Regions from separate parts of the Hordeum vulgare genome. Here all the other regions are linked to region 3. A link is a contact called in public Hi-C data. All regions are on one chromosome and are shown on one strand. The core of a region is the stretch at or near the end of the contact, and the rest is flanking DNA. Distances in the headings are between cores, read along the strand shown.

Region 1 (4,440 bases), core at 871-3,370, 940 kb after region 3:
ATCCTTAGTGAACAGTGTTATCGCCTTGCGTTGGAGTGAACAGTGTTCCTTCCTCTGGTCGTGGCGGCGGGTGCCACGTGTCGGCTGGTGCGCATGCCGTCACGACCCGGTGGATATTTTATGTCAATTTCATCTAGAGGAGGTCTTTTTTAATAATTCGGTTTTGCAAGTGGTCTTTTTGGACAAAAACTCAATAAAGTGTGGTAGGTACAATTGGGTCAAATGTTCAACAAAACTTTTTATCGCCAAAAATTTGACAAGGAGAGCTATGATGCTCCTGCGACTACGTCACTATAAACTAGAGTGCATACTTAGTATAGACACATGACACATTAGTAACTACATAAGCACGTACTGCACACTAAAATTTGTATAGTTCACATGTATTCACCTAGAGTAGAGTGATAGAGATCTGGATTTAAAAAAATACGAGGGCGGATTTTTTTGGGGGGCGGGGGAGGGGAGCAAAGTTGGGAGCTTTATTCAACACACACGACATGATTTGCGAGGAGACTAGTTACAAAAAAACTAGGACTAGAGTTCAACCAGCAACGAGTTACTTCCAGTGGGCTAGCTTTTTTAGCACATAAGTGGGCACAAATATTAGCTGCTCTTACAGCATGTTGAATGGAGAACAAACTAAACAATGAGGCGAGCTCTTGAACTTGAGTTAAGATAGGCGCCACCAAAGTGCGAGTGTTGAGGCGTGAATACCAGAGATTGACAATCTTCAAACAATCTGTCTCCACAACGACCTTCTCGTAACCCCGAAGCTTTGCAAAGAGGACCCCATCTCGAACAGCCAAAGCTTCATCGACAAGCCGATCGACAAGCACACTTCCTTTGTTAACTTAAAGCAGCTTATGCTGAATGTGGGAATTGCTTGTATGTCACATTTAAGGCACACTTCCCTTGCGGCACAAGAGACCATCCTCTGTGGACCACTTTGAATTTTGCTATGGACTCTCTCTTCAATGTGGTCGAAAGTCTCGCTGGTTATCCGGCCAACCGCAGTGGGCAGGCCTAGGTACCGCTCACTCAACGCCTCGATCGAGATGTTCAGAAACTGCTTGACCATCTGTCGAATCGGTGCGGTCGTATTCAGGCTGGAATAGATCGATCTCTTCTCCTTATTAATAGCTTATCCCGAACTCTCAACAGAAATCCGGAAGATCTCATTTAGTCTATGTGCACTTTGCAACTTTGCATTCATAAAAAGGAGGCTATCATCTGCATAAAGCAAATGATTAATCCGTGAGGATCGATAAGTCACTCTTTTACCTTTGCCTACATGTGCTCCTCTAAAGTGATTCATCGGTGAAGTAAAACCTTTGACGCACATCAGAAATAAATATGATGACATCCGGCATCCCTGCCTTTAAGCCCCAAGAGGGGGCAAACAGGGCAGTTCATGTCCATTGTGTGTTTTCATTTTTGCTTCATTTTTACGGTTAAAAGCTGTATATACGTAACTTCCTCTATAGATTAATATAAAAATAATTAAAACATTATTTTAATAATCTAAACGTTTTTATATTAATTTACAAGGAAGTAGTATATGTTTACTCGCACGTGGTATCGGTACGTGAATTGTAAAACGTGGGTTGCCGACTATTCACAATCAATCCTATAAAGTGTTCAAGTGGAGTTGTTTCCTTTTCGCCGCATTTGGAACATGAACATATGATACGTACAAGTATATAATTTGGCAAGCCTTCGACTCGGTGTGGCTGTCAGCACAGCCAAGTGCAGAGGTGCATTTACGCCCCGACGAGATCCAAATTACGAGAGACTCGCATCATCCACTTGGTGCCTTTTTTTCTCTTTAAAAAGAAAAGCCAATTTTCACGTGCACGAGTTTGGAAATAAAGAATTGAATAGTCCGTACATGACGTTCTGCCACCCAGAGCAGCTCCAGCCCCCACAGATGGACAGAGCCAGGATCGAACGAACGGCATCCCGCCAGCCTCGGACGCGGGTGCCACGGGTCCGTGCGGTTGGAACGGCGCGCCCGCAGCTCGCTGGAGTCAACGGTCAGCCGAACGATATTCCATTTTTTCTTGAGGGGAAACAAACCCATAACTAACCCAGCGGGATACGTGCTCCTCGATCGCTCACAGTATATACGGCGCCCTCCCCGCCTCCATCTGAATCTGCCCCCTCTATAAAGACCACCACCACCACCACGAGCTGCATCTCCTTCTTTCTCTCCACCTTCTCCTTTGTGTGACTCCTCCGGCCATTGCTGGACGCGCGCTCGGTGCCGGAAGCCATGGGGACGCACGCCTCGCCGGACAACAACACGCCGCCCAAGGTCAAATCTCCCACTCTCTCTCTCTCTCCCTCTGCTTCTGCGTATGTATGTTATATGATCTGTTTTATTCGCAATGTTTCTGTATCCACGAAACAATCCGTTCATCTTGTTCAAACTCTCTCTCTCTCTCTTTCTTCTACCTCGTTCTTGAGGGGAGAGAGAAAGGCAGAGAGAGCGCAAAACAAAAGGTAGGGGGTTGTAGAGTTCCGAAAAGCGGGGAGCGAGATCGACAGAGCCCCCACCTGTTCGCGCAAAAAAAGACAAAAGGAAAAAACTTTTTGCGTGGAGGATTGTCTTGTCCCGGCATGTAGCACCAGTTCATCCTCTTCATGTGAAATCCTTTTCTTGGAGGCGGCAAGAACCCGTGTGAAATCGTGGTGGTATAATATCAATCTCATCTTCTTGGTGCTTTCGGACTAGTATACTTTCTGGTTTCTTTTCGTACAAAGGATTAAAGAATAGAAAAGAACGCATGTACATCAAGTATCGGCGTCATATGATCAGTGTGATTCTTGATGCTTTGCCTTAACTGCGGAATTTTACCTTTTTTCCTTTAAACAAATGGGTTTTGCCTCCTTGTTTTTCCAGCCTGTTCTGTTACTTTACAATTCTTATTATCACATCATCCAGTCTGTTTTTACATTAACATGTACCTCAATAATTACGTTGTGTTTCTTGTTTCAAATATATTACTATACGGAAACAAGTAAGCAGGAGTATGTTACAGATTTATATGGGAAGAAATAAAATGGTTTTCCATCTTTTTTGTTGCTTCTGTCGTATGGTCCACCTTGTACTTGGACTAACAAGTCTGAAAAGTCTTAATTTGTACTTTCAGTCCAGCGTTGTTTCGCTTTCCAATGCCAAAAATAGTTCACACTTGCCTACGAAAAAAAAACAGATCACACTCTTTAAACTCTCCATTAACTAGTAGTTTTCTTTTTTACTACGTACAATTTTTACGGTGGACTATTTATCAATTTAATGTACATGCATATCCATATCTCTGTGTTCATTGCCACATAAGATTGATTATGCTATATATACAATGCGCAATTTCACGTCTCGTGCAAGAAGTTGTTTATTTTGATTACGAAATAATGGAAAGGCACTCTTGTGAAAATGGATGCTTTATCAAAACAACTTCCGTATTCCAGATATGCAAACATAATATTTTGGGACTAGTAGTATCATGCAACGTTGTTAGGTGAACGTGGTTTGATAGAAAAATCAAAGATGTTTACCGTGAGCTGTCATTGATTGGTAAGCATCTGATGACTTGTTTGTCGTTGGCGACTACTTGGCCATGTGATAAGTCAACTGCCCGGAAGAAAACGAATCACTCTACATCTGAAAATTCTAAGTTGCCAACGTAAGTTTACTCCATGACATCAAAAATGAAAGAAATAGGTTGCAAATAAATTGTTGTTGATAAGTCCCAAATAAATTTGGTATAATAGCTTTTATTGTTTGATATTTTAAATTTAGAAGAAGAACTTCGGCGATTGTGTGATCATGATATTTATAGGCTAACAAAAATTCTGAAAACCCACAGGATGAGAGGACTGCACGGGAGAAGGCGATCGATGACTGGCTTCCTATCACGTCTTCAAGGAAAGCAAAGTGGTGGTACTCGGCCTTCCACAATGTCACCGCCATGGTTGGCGCTGGGGTGCTCAGCCTCCCCTACGCCATGTCTGAACTCGGTTGGTATGTACATCTACCTTGCCATGACACCCATAAATTGGAATCTGAATGACATGTGGGTCCTACATGTCATACTCACAGACGGACAGTTTTCGAAGCTAGAAACTTGCAATGGCATAATTCCAATCATTTGACGTTCACTGATGTTATCTGTTTTCGTGCAGGGGTCCTGGCATCGCAGTGATGACCTTGTCTTGGATCATCACGGTGTACACGCTGTGGCAGATGGTGGAGATGCACGAGATGGTGCCAGGCAAGCGGTTTGACAGGTACCATGAGCTTGGACAGCATGCCTTCGGTGACAAGCTCGGCCTTTGGATCGTGGTGCCACAGCAGCTCGTCGTCGAGGTCAGCCTGAACATTGTCTACATGGTCACTGGCGGCAACTCGCTCAAGAAGTTCCACGACGTGATCTGTGA
Region 2 (4,880 bases), core at 652-3,151, 670 kb after region 3:
CATTTTGAAGAAGTTTCACCTTAAAAAGAGATGCATGACCTTCGAAACATGCGAGAAGAATTGTAGCCACAAAATTTCCAGTAAGACGAATCATGGACCTTGTAAATTCAGCTACCAGAAAGAATTCCTCTTTGTCTCTTCCTTCTTCGAAGTTGATATGAACGCCTCATTTGTCCCACACTCTTTGAGCAAATTCTTGACCCTGATCGAAGTTGAGATTAGCCAAGGACATGATGGGTGATCGCCGCAAGTCGAGTGCTTCACGGCGTGTTGAGATGGTCGGCCATGCTGTGGCCGGAGGCCCCGGTGGGACAAGGGTGCATGAGCGGAGGAGCGGGGGCTATGGCTAGCTCTTATGATCCCCGTGGAAATAGCAAAGATCAAGTGTAGTTTTGTATGTTGTGAGCTAGGCTTATATATTTCAACGTGGTCTTTTCATTTGATTTTATTTGTCAAAAAGCTAAATTTTTCCGAAAACATGAAAAAAAAGGAATCTAAGAGAAAAACCAATTGCCAATATAAAATCAACTGTATCTATATATGTGGACGAACATGTAGTTCGCACAGTTGTTGGCTAAGGCACTCGTTGTATACAAGGTCCGGAGTTTGAACCACCCCCAGGTGCCCTTTTTATTCTCATTTCTCCCGCCACTCATGCTGATAAGTGGGGCCCACGCGTGTTATTAAGGGGCTTCTATTTCTTTAAATACAAAGTGAGGGGTGCTTCTACAAAAAAAACAAGTGTGTTGCACCAAGCTGTTCCAGTCACTGACGGTGAGTCATAGACACACGGGCGTGCCACATAAGCGCATGATACGCCTGAATATGATCTAGGTGACCATATTTAGACGAAAAAGCAAATTAAACGATCATAAATATGTATTTCTAAAGTTTTAGCATCAAACTGAAGATCAAACGCAAGTTGTGTGACCACCTATGATAGGCGAGTTGAAGCAAGTGTTTTTTTTTTTGCAAAATGGGTGAGAGGGTACGTGTCGGCACACCGCGAGCGAAGGTACACAAGATCATAAATGTCGTAACATATTTTCATATATAAATATCGTATTGATGTGTTTTTCAAGTAGAAGAGGACATGTTCGTGAAACCTTTCCCCGGTGGAAAGCAAAGGTAGAGAGCGAATGTTTTCTTTGACGGTCTAACCTGCCCGTTTGTTGGGAGTTTTCCTAAAAAATCTTGGTTGTCAGTGTCAGTTCAGGATGCCCTGGCTGGGACAGCCAGGTCAACGGCTGGGGTTGTCACCATCTTCGCTACTGCAATTCGGTCAGTGCTGGCACGATCATGCGTGTAGACTTTTATAACATGGCTGTCCACGTCTATCGGTTCTTCGTTTTCCCCGTGTGTGTGCGTGTGGAGAAACCAACACAAGCTTCTTTAATCGGGCCACACGGGTCACATGCTCACAGCAGCAACTCCTCCAGTACGGTTAAAAAAAATAGCTGCCCTGGATCGAATTGTGACCGGTTGTTGCACTTGTTGGAAATTAGTGGCAAAAGGCTTCTTGAACCTTGACTATGGGAAGCTTATCAGGTGAAAGTCGTGTATGGGAAACCGCTGCTTTCACGTTTACTTATCGTCCCAAGGCAACAAATATCCTCTTTCCGATAAGATCACGATGACCTTTTTTTTTTACACGAATCACGACGACCTTGATACGTACTGGTTTTTCGCCCTCGGTGCGCGATGTGAGTACGCTACGTGTGCGTCGGCCCGCAGGTACGCTTGAAATGGGAAGAAAGTTTCTGCAAGTGAACTTCGTTTCATTTCTCAGTGCATTTGACACGTGAAGGATCGTATCATGGGTCAAATCTCCAACTCGTCATCGCCATGGACCAGAAGGAGGAGAAGTAGCTATCAAGAACGAAGCGTGGGCCTGATTACGTAAGCCACTTGCATGTGGACACATGACTCGTTGACCAGGAGCAATGCTACGCACTGGTGCACTCTGTCTGCTCCTGGCATCCCGGGATTTGAGGGCTCTAATCTTAGATTACCCTTACGTTGAATACATATATAAGCGCGTATAAGCAGAGCAGTTCCAGCCTGCTAGCTTTCCTTGCTCTGGGGTGTGTTGCTGTCATCGGTCTCAAGACGTTACTTAGTCTAATAGTGCTGTCTCGGAGGCTCTATATTCTCGTACGCGGTGTTCAGTTCACGTTTTGTGACCTCCGATAGTTTATTACTCATCCAATAGTTCAACAGTTCACAATAAATTAACTTTGTCTTCTTATTTCTGTGTGTTTCGGATTTTTTTTCCAACATAACAGTTATCGTGCATTTTTTAAGAAGAAAAGAGTCGCTCAGTTAACTAGAAAAAACTGAACGAAAATCAGATTACCCAGTGACGAAAACCATTACAAGCATTGAGTGACACACATAAATAACACCATACACCACTCCCAAGAGGGCCTGGACAAGATAGCATGCACACATCATCATCATCACTCCTCTTCTAAAGATGTAATCGTCATCTCTACAATCTGAGCAAACGACTCCGACTTCGCCGTAAGTGATCATTGACTCAATCCACACCCTAGTGGACGCGTGAAGCTGCATGAAGGTGTAGGCCAAAACTTAGCCATTCGCGACAAACAACGCAACTCCAACTTTAATGAAGAACTCGAAAAGACAAAACCAGGCACGGCTAGCGCCACACAAGATCACCGAACGGACCACCTGCAGCAAGTCATTGTATACTAGAGGGCCCGCTGCCTCAGTTACGACTCCACAACAGCAAACAAATCGAGGCAATACCGCAAACAAGTCGAAGAAGAGCCGACTAGCGCGACCATTGCCACGTCGCCGACATCACTCCCACCATTATCGTTGTCACGAAAGTCTAGACGCCAAACCGCTACAAACCACCGGTCCCGCTTGCCAATGCCGAGCTTTGAAATGAAGTCCCTAAGAGGGAAAACGACACATGAAAGTTCCACCATCGTCCGATGGCAAGATCAAGGGTTTCCCATGGAGAGGTCGCGATGGCAGATCCACGTGGGAAAGGTGCAACAGTAAAGCAACGATGCCTTCGGGAAGAAAACGATGGTCGTAGACGTTGCAATCGGTGGTCACAGCACAAGACCGAGAGAGGGCCTTCACCCGAGCTCCCACAACACATTGTCCGCACATCATCCTGCACTGGCGCGGGCAACCAACCACTACCACCATGCGTGCTACCGCGCCCGCCGGAGACCAGATCAACTCTACCCGAAGTCGGAGGTCACCGCACGTCGTGCCGCCTCATAGACCACCACATCACCTCATCTACAGTCTCAAACCGCCGCCCAAGCTTTCGGGCAGCACGTCGGAGCACATCCGAAAGACCACATGGTGTTTGCCATCACTGCATACACAACGTCCACGAGCGCAACCATCGTATCTGGGAGTTAGAGCATCTACAGTTGAACCCCTTATAGCCGTCACATACGCCCGGGCAGGCCGTCCGGTCACTGTCCGGTCACAAACAATCGACCTAGACGGACTCCCTAAACGGGCCTCAAACACGCCGGCTGACCGGCACCCCTCATATCCAGCCCAAATATGGGGCGAATATGGGGGAGCCTGGGTGCGCCCGAGCACGCCCACCTGACAGCCTGGCCCACCACTGAGCCCACGGACACGTCAGCCCGGCCCACCACCAACCCCACTAAATACCCGAATCGGGAAAACCCTAGACATCCGGCAATTCACTCTCCGTCCGCTCCACTTGCCCTCCCCACACTCCAATTCGCTGGCCGGTGATGGAAGCAGCTCTGACGGATCGAACATAGATGTGTAGGAGGTGGACCTCCGCATCGCGCTGCGTCGGTCGCTGCAAGACCAAGGCATCCCCGACGGCGGTGGATGTGCTTCCTCCTGAACCGTCGCATGCGAAAGGAGTGTCGTCGGCGGTGGATCTGCATCCTCTGGGCCCGTCACATGCTGACGGAGCGTCGGAGACATTGCGGGCCCTTCCCACAAGGTGTGTAGCTCCGGTCGTTCCCGCTCTTGGAGGTCCGCCCCAGGTCAGGTATGCCGCTCACCTCCACCACCTTCTGCTCCGGAAGAGGTGCCCTGCCACCGTTGAGTGCTCGTGCCCGCGTCGGGTAAGGGGAGTATGAGGATGCCGAAATCCGAGGCGCGTGCAGCCCGTCACGAGCAGCAACAGGCTAGGGAGAGGGGGAGGCGTTGGCCGCACGACATTCGACCTCGAGTGCGTCGATCGACCCCGAGGATGCGCTCCTCATGGACGTCCTTCGTCGCTCACTGACGATGACGGAGACGGATGTGCGTCACCTCCACCGCAAGAATTCTGAGGTGCTCCGACTGACCATCCAGTTATCGGAGCGCGAGGCAGTGAAAGAGGCGGCGGTGAAGGCGAAAGCAGCCCGCCACACGAAGGAGCAGGACCGCCTGCTCCGCAGGCTGACCAGCATGCGGTGCAGCTCCGACGAGGATGAAAGTGATGTCTCCACCACGTTCGGCTCTCATGACGACGACGACGAAGCTCCACCGCACGTCGACGCCTACACGGAGGAGGGGCATAATGGCCTGGACGACCGGAAGGGAAGGGACGGCAAGGAAATGGTGATTTCTTCCGCCCTTCCCCGTTTTGTTCATATTTTAAGTAGTTTGTAATATGAATTTGCCGATGAACTATGATCCTTTTGTTCGACGAAGCAATCCGATCTGATGAAAGATGTTGATCTCTTGATTTACATAGCGTTGCATGCGTTTGTATGGATATGAGGGTTCAGACATGAAGGATGGGGAAGACAAAATACAAGACGCACCCGGTGAGTGGTCGCGGTCGCGTCCGGATGCGTCCTCGAATCTTTGAGGGTCCGTATTTAGGGGGTCCAGGTATAGATGCTCTTAGGAGC
Region 3 (4,697 bases), core at 803-3,302:
CTAGCGGACGTTTCGGCCGATCAAAACATTGGGCGAGGAGAGACCGACCGAAACCCTCGGTCATTCCCCTCCTCCCCCGCGCCGCTCGCTTTGTCTGCTCCCCTCGAGCGGTTGCTCTCCCTCTCGTGCGGCCCCTCTGGCTCCCGCACACACCAGCGGCAGCGGCCGGCCACCGCGCCATGGCAACCCTCAGCCCTTCCTCGCGCAACCTTTGGCCCTTCCTCGCGCGGCGGCTCTTTGCCCCGCCGGAGGGTGCTGGGGATGGGTCTTGCCGCCGCCAGCGGCGATCGAAAGGTCTCGCACCGCGCGGTGGTTCTCGGGCCTTAGATCCCGTGGCGCCGCGGCCACCTCCTTCGTCGGTGGTGCATTTCCCTTCGTGGAAGCGCACCGCCGTCGAATGGCGTGCTCGTGGTGCCCTTGTTTTCGTTTTCCCTTGACAGAGAAGAAGCGCGACATCATCCCCGTTCTTTTGCCGGTGCGCGCGAGCACCTTCAAGGTGAACGCGCCACCGTCAAGGGAGCGGTGTTGATGCCCTTTGCCCGTGTGTTCTTTGCCCTTGTCCCCCCCTTTTTGCCTTTTCCGTATCGGATCCTTTTTCTTTATTTATTTTCTTGTTGGATCTTGATCCATTCTTTGCCTCCGAGGAGGTAGGTTCTTCTTCCCCACACCTCGGCTTACCGATGCGTGTGGGGATCGAGAGGAACAGGCGCGGCCTTGCGGCGACGCTTCTTTGCCGACAAGGCCCGAGGCCATCTTCGGTACCTTGCCCATCTAGGGTTCATGTCGGGGTGGGAAAAAAGAACTTGATTTTCGATTTCATTCAACCGAATAAATCTGTTGCCTAGTGGCTCATGATACCATTGATAGAACGTGGGGATCTTCTAGGCATAGATAGATCCGATAGAACCCATGACTTTACCTTGTCCTGAGCCGGATGAGCTCCCACCGGACTCCATCGGTGTGGTAGCGACGGCGATGACGTAGAAGAAGGGTTAGGCGTAGGTGGAGCTTTCCGTGAGCACCGCGCTTAACCTAGATCGGATAGGTATGTCGGTAGGGGTGTGACGGCGACGAATCTCGTAGTTCGTGTCCCGGCACCACACCGTCCTTTATATAGCGCGGGTCACAGGGGCCCGCTAACCATAATGGGTTGGGCGTCCCCGATCAGGGCGCATAGATCAAGGCCCGGTGGGCCGTTTGGCCCACGCGGTGAGAGATCAGTCTAACACAGATTACCAAAGGCAGTCATGGACATGCCAAAACTTGCTAAGCATCCAAACAAGGGCAATATTGTGGTACATAGAGAGTAATAATAATAATCATGATTTTACACGACCAAATTTTGATTCTCTCTACAGCATGATATGAGCGAGAAAAGTCTGGCAAAGCGGCCGAAAAGCAATAGAATCTAGTTAAATTCATCTCCGCCGATATCCTGACCTGCCCGGCATCCGTGTTTCGATCGGATAACGTAGCGTCTTTCAAAGTCTACGCCGACGGCATGACCTGTTTGATTTTTTACATTTCCTGATCACCAGAGTCATCCAGTTCCAGTTTGATTGTGCGCCTTTCCTTGGGCAAGTCAGCATAGCACGTTTTGGACTGTTTTAGTTTATTCCGTAGCAAAAAATTTGCTAGCCAAAAGCCGATGTTATGGTTCATTGTCTCGCTGCCAAAAGGAAGGACCGTTCAGACAGATTACCAAAGGCGGCCATGGACATGCCAAAACTTGCTAAGCATTCAAACAAGGGCAAGAACATTGAGCCGTCCCATCATACCGATTTACAGGCCAACAAAATACTAGTGTCGTGTTACTATACCTGAGGTTTCCAGGTAAACTAAACACATTTCGTGGCTTATAATCGGGTCAAACCTTCAACGCATGGGTAGGGCATAGCGACATATATCAAACCTCTGAGATTAGAAGGTGCAAGGGACAACTGATACCACGCGACCTGTTAACTGTTTGTGCAGCAAATGTCCTGCGTTCATACCACACGCCGCGGGGTTGACCAGACGGTCCAGGCTGATGGTTACATAGGAAATTCCGGCCTGAGACCGTCGCTTTCATCCGCAACTTGCCTGAAACTTCGCACGCTTGATCCAGAGAAGGAATAATACGAACCCAATTAGTAGTTAGTTTCTGCAACGTGTGCCGATTTTGTCGAGCTGCCGGGTGCCTGCGTTCGACTGGATAACGTGATCTTTTTTCAGCTTGCTCCCGTTTTTCCTGCGCAAGATGGCAGCAGCGCGAGGTCGCTTGATCCTCTCTTCTGACAAGTCAACCCGATGCGCGCATGCATGCGCTGGGAGTGGGACCCGCAGGCCTCTTCCTTGGACGCACGTAATTGGGTCAAATCGTCAAGTCGATGGTAGCTATCCCATCATCAAGCTGATGGGTGCCTTGCTGGCTCTGCAATGCTCCCGCATTACGCCAACTGCATTCCGACACATGACAAGTTGACCATGTTGCCTGCTTAATTAACTGAATATAGTACTTCTCACTGGATTATCTATACACCACGTTCGGCTTACAGCTCCCATGCATGCGACAAAATGGAGAAAAGGGATCGGTGATGCAGCATATGGACACGGGCATGTCGATGGGGGCCTAGTGGGAAGTTGAGTTTTATTTCAATCTGTTACTGTGAGTCTGTGAGACGAAGAACTCAATTTGGAACCAGGAGCAGGGAATTTTGACAGCAAATCGGACGCAGAGGAGGGATCCGCCTGCTGATTTGGTCAGCGCTCAAGGATAGAGTATCCCATTAGAGTCAGCAAATGTGTGCCACTGCAACGCGCCTTTACGGATTTATATACTGTAGTATTCAAAGTCAAGTAAACGCCCTCTCCGCTCGCTGTCAGCAGAAACAACTTCTACTTCCTCTTCTTCTGGGGCTTCTATCACCGTTTGAGGCCGGAGAAGTGCAGATAAATCTGTGAATGCTAGTACAAAACTGCCTAAGGTGCGACGCAAAATTCAAACTCCTCCGGGCGTTGGATGAGAGTTCAAACGACGCATGCAGCTTGACCATCCCCTTCCAAGCTAAAAGCTAGGATGGCGATCTTCGTTGCCGTGACGATCGTGTACGGATGAAAACCGCAGACAATTCTTTTAGTACCATCATTTGCTTGACTCTTGGCGCCCTCCCTGTTTGCTAGCAACCGTCGTATACATTGTTCGCTGCGCTTGTTCTCTTGTGTTTTTGGAGCGGGGTGGGTGCGGATAATTCACACGCCAAGTCTTTCAGATATGTACTAGGAATCCTCGATCGTCACCCTTTGAAAACCACATGCATGCATGTATAGGTTAGGAGTATTTTTCTCACGAGCGTACATGATAGACCCGCGCAAAAACAGAATCGGAGAGAGAGAGAGAGATATAGATAGATATTTTGGACCAAGTATAATTAGCTGCTAGTGCATGTGCATATCGAACAAAGAGGAGCCTCTTGTCTGAATAGATTGACACCACCTTGGGAAGTTTTTTTTTTCTTGTTGCGGGGGCCACCCTGTGAAGTTGTGAACACCTTTTTTTTTTGAGCGGGAAGTTGTGAACAGCTTGATTGAACGCCGGCCAGTTGCCGCATCATTCACACGAAATTTCCGAAGGATCCAGCTTCTCTTTTCTAGCTAGTCTCCATCACATGGCATGACCTGCTACTGCTAGCTAATCCATATATATGCATTCTATTACTTGTATATTAAGAATCACCCTGATAATACAGATGAATCAGTTAGGTGATTCGGCCAGTTAATTAATCCAGTATTCTTTTCGCGATTAATACTTAATTGGACACGCCGATCGCATCATCACATGTAGTTGCTAGCTTGTATTGCATGATTGATCGGTCTACCTGTCAGGTTTGCGGGTTGTTCAAACAGCTATACGTAGGTGAGGTCAACTTTGCTAGTAGTGACGTATGTGATTTTGTTTATGAAGCACACAAATTAACGTATTCGCCTGACCATGTTTTTTTGTTGTTGGATAAACTATAAATATATCTCTCGGCACATGGAATGGCAAGGAAACCAGGGTCATAGTGAAATGCGAGACAATTTGAGTGGTCACACGCCCATGGACATGCTCGGTCAGTGACCGGACAGAAGAGAGAAAAAAAAATAACTCAACCGGATCCTCATATTGTTTCTATATGATCGAGCTGTCTGCGAACCCTAATATTCATATCAAACATGGGGAAATATGACGGCTCGCGGATGCGCCCGGGCGCGCCCGTTCAGTCCGCCACATAAGAGGTGACCCTACTCCAGACCACCTTTTTCTTTACTTTATTTATTCTTTTTTCTCTCTCTTCCTCTTCACCAATCACGTGCAAGTGACCGTACATGTGAAAAAGAAAATGAAGAGTGTGGCTGCACGGACGCACAAATAAGAGAACCCGAATTTGTAAGTCGTGACTAAAGATGCTCTTAGCTCTCTTTTCTAGCTAGTGTCCATCAAATATTGGCAATTTGGGATTGCCCATTTGCCTTAGAGCATCTCTAGCAGACCCGTATAATCGTCGGAACTGTAAGACTCGGACGATTATACGGGTTCGGTCCATTTTTTTTGTGTCAAACTAGATACTGTAAACGTGGCCTGGCCCGTAAATATTTTGCGGTGGCCCGTAAACGCGATCGCTCGACCGTTGGATGCGGGTCAAAACCGTATCCCTCTGCCGCCGCGAAAAGTCCCG

Evidence for each region. A called contact is a pair of places that touch in the nucleus more often than the background predicts.
Region 1: a contact with region 3 is called in a Hi-C map of seedling, with 3 times the contacts expected there. The contact joins the promoter of LOC123413299 here to the enhancer-like site in region 3. A contact is called at or near these places in 2 of 6 Hi-C or Micro-C datasets (leaf and seedling).
Region 2: a Hi-C map of leaf shows a contact between it and region 3, with 7 times the contacts expected there. The contact joins two enhancer-like sites. A contact is called at or near these places in 2 of 6 Hi-C or Micro-C datasets (leaf and seedling).

What each region holds. Positions count from the first base shown.
Region 1 is chr7H:413,911,921-413,916,360 of MorexV3_pseudomolecules_assembly, reverse strand. It overlaps LOC123413299 (lysine histidine transporter 2-like), which reads left to right and starts at 2,120. Exons shown (of 8, transcript XM_045106241.1): 1 at 2,120-2,314; 2 at 3,870-4,024; 3 at 4,186-4,440. The coding sequence starts at 2,273.
Region 2 is chr7H:414,186,837-414,191,716 of MorexV3_pseudomolecules_assembly, reverse strand. No RefSeq gene overlaps it. Among protein-coding and RNA genes, the nearest start is that of LOC123413299, 280 kb to the right of the region's middle. Within about 2 kb of position 1,901, at least 1 of the 3 cell types and tissues checked has open chromatin away from gene starts, as enhancers often do. A contact at or near this core is called in leaf, where this site is marked.
Region 3 is chr7H:414,852,621-414,857,317 of MorexV3_pseudomolecules_assembly, reverse strand. No RefSeq gene overlaps it. Among protein-coding and RNA genes, the nearest start is that of LOC123411965, 180 kb to the right of the region's middle. Within about 2 kb of position 2,052, at least 2 of the 3 cell types and tissues checked have open chromatin away from gene starts, as enhancers often do. A contact at or near this core is called in leaf and seedling, where this site is marked.